2 separate regions of the Mus musculus genome follow, and region 2 is linked to region 1. Evidence: chromatin contacts called from public promoter capture Hi-C data. All regions are on one chromosome and are shown on one strand. The core of a region is the stretch at or near the end of the contact, and the rest is flanking DNA. Distances in the headings are between cores, read along the strand shown. Region 1 holds the start of Cep85l (centrosomal protein 85-like). Region 2 holds the start of Hsf2 (heat shock factor 2).

What was found. Promoter capture Hi-C pulls out the DNA fragments that hold promoters and counts their contacts.
Region 2: a contact with region 1 is called in a promoter capture Hi-C map of pre-B cells, with 4 times the contacts expected there. The contact joins the promoter of Hsf2 here to the promoter of Cep85l in region 1. A contact is called at or near these places in 2 of 39 promoter capture datasets (liver and pre-B cells).

What each region holds. Positions count from the first base shown.
Region 1 is chr10:53,378,100-53,382,398 of GRCm38.p6, forward strand. It overlaps Cep85l (centrosomal protein 85-like), which reads right to left and starts at 1,784. Exons shown (of 13, transcript NM_001204983.2): 1 at 1,410-1,784. The coding sequence starts at 1,482. It overlaps Gm46225 (a long non-coding RNA gene), which reads right to left. Exons shown (of 3, transcript XR_001779770.2): 2 at 3,363-3,470; 3 at 2,487-2,625.
Region 2 is chr10:57,483,798-57,488,096 of GRCm38.p6, forward strand. Hsf2 (heat shock factor 2) reads left to right here and starts at 2,588. Exons shown (of 12, transcript NM_008297.3): 1 at 2,588-2,804. The coding sequence starts at 2,712. It overlaps 4930467K11Rik (RIKEN cDNA 4930467K11 gene), which reads right to left and starts at 2,556. Exons shown (of 4, transcript NR_045353.1): 1 at 2,386-2,556; 2 at 1,242-1,277; 3 at 341-570.

The DNA.
Region 1 (4,299 bases), core at 534-3,033:
TCTCTTTGGCCCCCAGGGATGAGTACCTTCTCCATCACTAAAGCCACTTCCAGGCCAGGCCCCACAACAACTGGGTAAGCATCAGAAACCTCTAAATGTCTGTCTACTCTTGAAGGCAACCAGTAAATATTTTAGAAAGTAATTCCCTGCATATATTGTTACTAAATTCACAGCTATTCTAATCTCTATTCTAAAACTATTATGGGAGGGTATAAAAGAATAAGGTGTAAGAGACATATATACATACATATATATATACATTATATACATTATATACACACACACATAGAGACAGACATACAGACATTACAGTTCTAAACCAATGGTTTTCAACCTCTGGGTCGCGCGACCCCTTGACGTCAAATGACCTCATGAGAGTCACATTTCAACTACGTCCATTACAATTCATAACAATAGCAAACATTACAGTTATGAAGTGGCAATGAAAATAATTTTATGGTTTGGGGACATCACAACATGAGGAACTTTTAAAGTTCGCAGCATTAGGGAGGTTGAGAACTACTGATAGTTTAGAATTTAAACTGTCACAGAATTTCATTGTTCAAAATTTCAGTAGCAATGTGCCTGCATGGTATCTTCAAAAAGGCAGAGAATACCACAAAAGGACTCCTACAAAATGCTTCTTTTCGAACAGTTTTGCAAAAGGTACACAACTGCCTCTAAGTTACACAAGTCAAGTTCTAACACTTTGTAGAACAGGGTTACCACCCATGGGTCCCCAAAATACCTAAATTTTTAGGAGAAATTCTGCGTACAAATAAGTAGCCCTTTTCTCTTGGGGGGTGGGGGGGAGAAGGAAAAAAATTTATGTATCTTTCAGCTTTTCAAAGGGGTTCATGATTCAGTTCAGATTAAAGAGCCCTTTAGACTGTCATCATTAGATAACTTGTCATGGTCAAGCCAACTCTTCTTGTTCTATTCCACGTTAGGGGAAGATTTATAATTCAGTGGCTCCTACACAACTTCTGGGTGATGCAGGCATGAAATGGTTGTCTGATTCTAACAGTCCCTACAACCACCACCGCAAAGCTGCAACCCCCCAGTTTCCCTGAGCCCCGTTTCGAAGGCGGCTGGGCTCTGATGGGACCCAGGAGAGCCCTGGCAGCCATGCGACCTGCTTTCTAAGAGCTGCCGCCCCCTCGGGGGTCTCAATCGGCGACCAAGTCCTCAGCAGCTTCTCTGGAGCAGTGGCTGCGGGCGACACTGCAGCGACCTTCCCGCCCGCGTCCCGCGTGGGGCAGCCACGCACACCACACGAGGGACAACAAAGCCCGGCCGAGCGGCCCAGAAGAGCCGAGTTGTCACCCCGCGGGGGTCGCAGGCCTTAGGGCGCGGACTCCGGAGAAGCCCTGGCGGCCGTCACCCCACCCGCCCGCAGTCCTCCTTACCCGCAGGGAAGCTGCGGGCCCCGCTGGGGCTGTCCCGGCCGCCAGCCTCCGGGGCCAGGAAACGGCCCCACATAGCGGGCGAGCGGGCGAGCCTGGAGCTCGGGGCCCGCGGTCGCCTCGGCTTCTGGGCGGAAACTTGAGCGGAGCCTGGGCCTCGGCAGCGCGGACCGGACCCGGGCGGGGGGCTTAACGGCTGTTCAGCGACGGCCCCGGAGCGCGGCGGCTGCCATGGCCCAGCCGGCTGCGCTGAGGCCCGGGCCGGGGAAGCTAGTAGCTCCCCGGTGACGGCGGCGCGATCGCAGGCTCCGGGGCTCAAAGCGAATCTGCAGCTGCGGCTTCTCTCAGCCCCCTCCGCCCGGCAGAACCTTAGGCAGCGGGCCGGGCCAGGACAGGCGGGGCCTGGATGGGGCTGGGGGCGGGGCCCAGAGGGCGGGGCCTCAAGGCGGGGCCTGGGACTCTTGGCGAACCAAAAACCTATTGCTAACAGCATGCGGGTGATCATCCTGAAGCCGCTCCCTACTTCTCCATCCTGTTACCTTCAAGCTGAGAGAGGGTCCATAATTTAATCCCAAACCCTGTCTTCCTATACGTGCTTTCTAGGGGCACAGTTGTTATAAAAGGTGCGAGTTGTCCCTGCAACCGCTTCAAGGGGCTGTGGGGCTAGCCATCTGACTCAGAATGGAGATCAGAATTAAAATTGTTGTCATGCGTTCCACAAGCACCGGTTATGGATCACGGTGGGAATAGAAAAGAGGACATCCCTGCCTCCCACATCTGCTCCACTTTATTTCCCACCCTTCCTAGGAACAGACATCCTGAGAAAAGACAAAGGAATACAGCATCCTCTTGCAATTACTCTTGTTGGCAATATAATCATTTGAATATTTAGATACAAACTAAACACTGTCAACCACTGTACAAGGAGGCAGTCTCAGCATGCCAATCAGAAGTAACCCAGACGATAAGTTCCTTAGGCTTTGAGTCCAGTGATGTTTTTCCTAATGTGGAAACTGCTAACAAAAGCTTAATATTGATGTATCCTCAAGTAAAATACTACTTAAAGCTTGTGAGGCTTACATTTAAAAATGTGTGCTATAACTCACCACATTTGCTGAAATGTACCAAACCGTGGTTATACATCTAGTCTCCTTCCTGTAGATCTGCAGATATTTCTCCAAATCTTCAGATGTTGGTCAACCGTCAAATGATTCTGATGCTAGAAGGTGACAGAAATATGAAAATATAACGAGATGGCTCTTTATCTGATCTAAAATGTATCTAATTATTTATTGACAGTTGAAAAGGATGGGGAAAAAAACATTAACAGTTCCACAAAGAAAAATATCGAAAGTAAAAATACTATATCTACAAATACATCTTTTCATAATTTGTAGTTTAACAAAAAGCCCAAATTCGCTGGAAACTTGATGTGTAACCCAGGCTGCCCTCAAACTCCTGGTTCTCCTGCTTTAGCCTCCTCTGTGCTTTCTAGAAAGAAAGAAAAAGGAGAAAGAAAGAAAGAAAGAAAGAAAGAAAGAAAGAAAGAAAGAAAGAAAGAAAGAAAGAGAGAGAGAGAGAGAGAGAGAGGAAGGAAGGAAGGAAGGAAGGAAGGAAGGAAGGAAGGAAGGAAGGAAGAAAGAAAGAAAGGGAGGGAGGGAGTAAGAAGGAAAGAAAGGTTCCGGTCGCTTAGAGATTCTTAAACATTTAAAACTCACAACCTCATAACCCCTTTTGTCCAAGAAACTTTTATACAACACTGGATGACTAGATAAATAAAATGGTGTTCAAGGCAAATGTTTGCTTATATTATAAATTTATTTTAATAAATTATTTATTACATATACAAATTTACCATTCATTAAAGATGAAAACACTCTGTATGCTAATGAGATAGATGCAATTCTTTACTTTCATATAAATGATTAAATGTTTGCACAGCATAGTAGTACATACCTGCAATCCCAGCACTTGATGGAAACCAATAAACCAGGAATCCAATTGAAACCTGGATTACAACATGAAGAGTTTAAGGCTAGCCTGAACTACATAATGAAGCCTTGTCTAGGAAAGAAGAGGAAAAATAAAGGAAAGAAGGAGGAAAATGAAGACATAGGTAAATATTTAAAAATGAAATTAATACCCAACAAATTTCTTTTTTTAAAAAATGTTAAAGACATTATTGAGTACATCTGGTAGGAGTTAGGGGGAAGAGTGGGGATGAATATAATCAAAAACCATTGCGTGAAATTTTTAAAGAAAAAATTATTTTATAAAGACATTGGTGCTGGACAGGTGGCTCAGCAGTTAAGAACTGGGATTAAATTCCTAACACCCACACAGGGCAGCTCACAATCACTTATAACTCCAGTTCTGATGCCCTCTTCTTGCCTCTGCACCATGGGGCACCTGTTCATACAGCCCAACACATGCACATAAACTAGTAAGAGATCTTTTAGATGAAAGATAAATGGTGCATTCATAAGGTTGGTTCGAATCTTGGGTTGAGCACTCTGATTTCCTTTACTTTTTTTTTTCCTTGAGGCACATTGGATTTTCTTACTTCTTTTTCCTTATTCAAACTTATCAGTTTGGACAAGCAGCAAGAAAGCTGAAAAAGGTTATAACAATGGGTAAAGGTGATTTTTTAATACTATCATAAAAATCTCATAATGTAAATGTCAATATCTATTCAATTTGCAAAACTATATATTTTATGAAACAAGATGAATAATATATAGGAAAAACTGTCAACAAAAAATAATTGCAACAGTTCCTCAAAAATGATTACCAGAATATTGACAAAGATGTATGGATGAAGTCTAAAATTTTTATAACTAGAAATGTCTGGTGTGTCAAGTTCATATCAATGACATAATTTGTAAGCTTTCCC
Region 2 (4,299 bases), core at 1,338-3,837, 4.1 Mb after region 1:
AGAGGTGGTATACATAAACAAGGCATTACAGAAACTATGTTTCTATTAAACATTTTCAAAATCTAGTATAAATTCAATAAGTTCTTATAATCTAGCACAAAAAGGTGACATTACGTTAAATGGGATAATACATCATTAAGGGAGGTTTTACAAAAATATGTATTCTGTATCAGCCGGGGTTCTCTGGAGAAATAGAATTGATAAAATGAATACATATACTCATTTATATGCTTTATATACATCACCATATATACATTATATATTATATATGATTTATGTATGTATTTATGAATATATTATACACACAAGCATACATATGGGATTAATTAGAGTTGCTTACAGGCAAGTCCAACGATGGCTGTCTATGTCTGTGGAGTCCAAGAATTCATTAGTTGTTCAGTCCTTGAAGCTGAATGTCTTAGCTGTTCTTCAGTTTATTTTGGACTCCAAGGTATGAAGTTGCCAGCAAAAGCAAGAGCAAGCAGGGAAAACAGCAAGTGCTTCCTTCTTCCATATTCTATTCAGGCTGCCAGCAAAAGTTTTGGCCCAGATTTAAGGTGGATCTTCCTGCTGCAAAAGATCTGGATTTAGGGTGCATCTTTCCACCTAAGATTATTCAATCAAGAAACCCCCCTCATTGGTGTACCCAGCCACTTGGGTTTTTATTAAATTCCAGATGTAGTCAACCTGACAAACAAGAAGAGTCGTCATAAATTCTGTGTGGAATTCTGCTTGTCCCTGCAGGCTAAGCACATGACAGAGCTAACAGCATGCCAGAATTAATAGAGACGTGAAAGAATATGAATTCTTCTTACCTGCAGTACAGCTACCAAGTGTGACAAAGACATGAACAGAGATTGACAATGAGTGGACAGGACGATGGTCATGGGATCACAAAAGATCTGTGCCATTATAACAGGGCAGGACTTATTCTAGAAACATGGGACACCATTGGGTAGTTTCCAGTCTGGAAGTGGCTGTTTAGATTTGTAAGCATGCAGTGACGGACCAGAAGAGGAAACGCTTTCCTAGGGCTTTATCTGCTGTAACTACAGCAGGATTTTCACTGCCATTTTCTCTGTGAGGCTCTGGGACTGAAAATATTCCCAAACTGAGGTAAAGCAACCCATCATCGCATTGGAATGTGCTTGGAAACTTCTAGCTAACCCACTCTGGGAATCTGGCTACAGAGTTGGTTCTGATTAGCTTTGTGTAACTGGTTGAATAGAATTTGTACCAACCTGAATCAGACCCTTTGAAGCTTCCTCTTTGGGTTGCTGTGAGGATTAAATAGGATAAGACATGCAAAGCCCTTGTCACATAAGACCTCATCAAATATTAGTCTTTTTTTTTAAAATCACAGTTACCCCATCATATATCCCCATCATATATCCAAACAGTGCTGTATGACTGTGTTCAGTATATGCTTACTGAAAAAGTTGTCTGTCTGTCTATCTATCTATCTATCTATCTATCTATCTATCTATCTATCTATATTTCTTGCCATTAGCCCAGGATACCTGGAGCTCACTATTTAACCCAGGTTGACCTCCACTGCTCCACAGTTCTACCTCAGCCTCCAGAGTGCTTGACTTACAGATTCCAGACACTATGATCAGCTATTAAGTAACAAACAAAACAAAACAACAACAAAAAAAGTTTTTTAAAAAATCTTTTTTTCAGAGATCCACGTTATTATAGCTACTCTTCACGGGTAGAAAGTCTTATTGTCAATGAAGAAATGGGAAATTTCGCTCAAGAAGCTGTTCCGAATCACATTTTGCCTGAGGAAACCCCTGTGAGGTACATGCAGAACAATCATTTTGACTCAGATACTCTAAAACTAGACTCGTTGCTTTTGAACTGGGCTTATGACAGGCACCTGATGCTTGCTGAGTTGAGAAAAGCATATAAGATGCTCTTAACAGATGCTGGCTCCTAATAGTACACACACACACACACACACACACACACACACACACACACAATAGCAAGTACTTCACAAATAGGGAACTATTATTCATGCTTCAGGTTTTGATAAAACTGTCCTTAAATGAGCTATTTTTCTCCCCATGAAAAATGTATAGAAAAGCTCATTGTCTTTAAGATAGTTTCAACCAGGGGCCTAGCACATCTGCTCACAAGCAGCTCACTGCCCCATGTGATGTATTCCTTCCTTTAGATTGGAGCAAATTACTCTTCGCCGGTCAAACTTATGAGTCAACTGCCCTTGGGCTTCTCTGCACTCTGCCAGCCACAGCCGGTGCACCCAAACCCTTTCCATGCGAATCCACTAAACAAGGTTTCCCTGGACCCAATATCATTCCCTAAGAGAGTACCCTGCCTAAAAGGTAACAGAGAAGGCTGAACCACTCTTGGGCCCACCCCTCCTCGCGGCAGCAGCCAATCGCTTTGCTCTGTAGTGCATCCGAAGCCTTGGATTGGACTCGCTGAGACCGGGCGCGGGAGTAGAGCGCAGGGGTGGAGCGCGAAGCCTTGTCCATCACGTGCGGCCGCGGGGTCTCTCCGCCTTCACCGCGCGCCCCGCGGCGCCGAGGGGGCGGAGCCCGAGATCCGCCGCGCCTGCGTGGTGTGCGTTCCCCGGAGCAGCAGCTGCTGCCACCGCCGCTGCTGCCGCCGCCGCCGCCGCCGCCGCCGCTGCGACCTCCGCGTTCGGTAGTAGAATTTGGAATCCCTGCACCGGGCTAACAATGAAGCAGAGTTCCAACGTGCCGGCTTTCCTCAGCAAGCTGTGGACGCTTGTGGAGGAAACCCACACCAACGAGTTCATCACCTGGAGTCAGGTAGGGTCGGGGACGCGGTGGCCTCGGGTCCCCCTTGTCGAACCGGCTCGGCTCGGCTCGGCTCGTTTCGGCTCGGCTCGGCTGGGCTGGGTTGGGCTGGGCTGGGCTGGGCTCGGCTTCTCCCGCGGCCTGCGGCGGCGCGCGGCCTCCCCACCTCGCGCGGACCCCCGGCTTTGTGTGCGCGGCGAGCCGGGCCCCGCAGGCTCCGTTCTCCTCCGGCCGCGCGCCGTGGGGGAGGGGCGCCCTGGTAACGGTCCCGCCGGCCCGGGGAGCTCGGAACCGGCCCCGGCGGCGCGTTCTGCACACTCATCCTCAGTCGTCTGCTCGCCGCGGGGCGCGGAGGTCGCGGAGCCCCGGGAGAGCGGGCGAGCGGGCTAGTGAGCGAGCACAGGTCTTATCTAAAGAAATCACCTCCGCGGGGATTGCTTGCCCTGGCGTCTGGGATCTTTTATGATGATAATGGGAAAATGTGCAGACTCCGACTGCTCTTGCCTTGAGCTTTTAAATTTTATTTATGTATTTTATTTATGTAGTTTTAACATAGAAATTTCCCAGTTATTGTTTTGAGACTGGGTCGTTTCTTTAAAATAATTCAAGTAAAAGTGCCTGTAGACTATGCTTAGTAACTTAGCGGCTTGGAGTTAAAAACCGAGTCGTTAAATTTCACAGAATAGTTGCCGGCATAGTGGTTTGTGGTTGCCTTGATCAGTTTGATCCAGATCCTCCTTATAAATAAAGATGACCTTAATCAAGCCCGGTATCTTGCCTGGTCTAAGTTATGTGTTAGATTGATGCGTTGCCTAGGTGACCCAAGACCCCCTCCCCCCAGTTCCACACAAAGATTCTTTGCAGAGTGATTCTTTACATCACTTGTGCCTTTCCTTTGCTAGACTCGCAATGCTTGGATTGTTCAAATCTCTTCATGAAGGGGATCGGCTCCTCTTACTGGAGTTGATGACTTATTCAGGGTATTTTCATGTTCACAGTTTTTGAGATGAGTAAGTGGGAAATACCTAGCTATATGTCAAATAAATGTTATCTCCTCCGTTTCATTTGTGCCCTTTTCTGTTGTTAAAACTAGTTTTCACCCTTGCCTGCTTTTAGGAGGTAACAGCAATAGAATATACCTGATATTTGGACAACTATGTCACTGAATTTTTGCTGAGTATTAGTGCCAAGTTTTAAAAATTTCTTTCTAGGATTTAATTTTCGTGTGTATTGTCACATAGGTGCCCCACCCCCAACCCCTGCTGGTTGTGTAGACTAAGCAATTGATTAATTTGATACATTGGTACAAAGAAGTGAAAATAAAGAAAGGCAGCTAACCAGCATGAACTTAAAATAAACAGACGGCTCATGCTTTTCATCAGGCAGAAGGATTAAAGGTTGACGAGACCGGATCAGTGCAGACCGCTCCTCAGCTGTCTTTTAACATTAGAAACTGGACTGAAATAATTTCTTTCCCCCAACCAAGCTGAGGTCATTGAACGTGAAT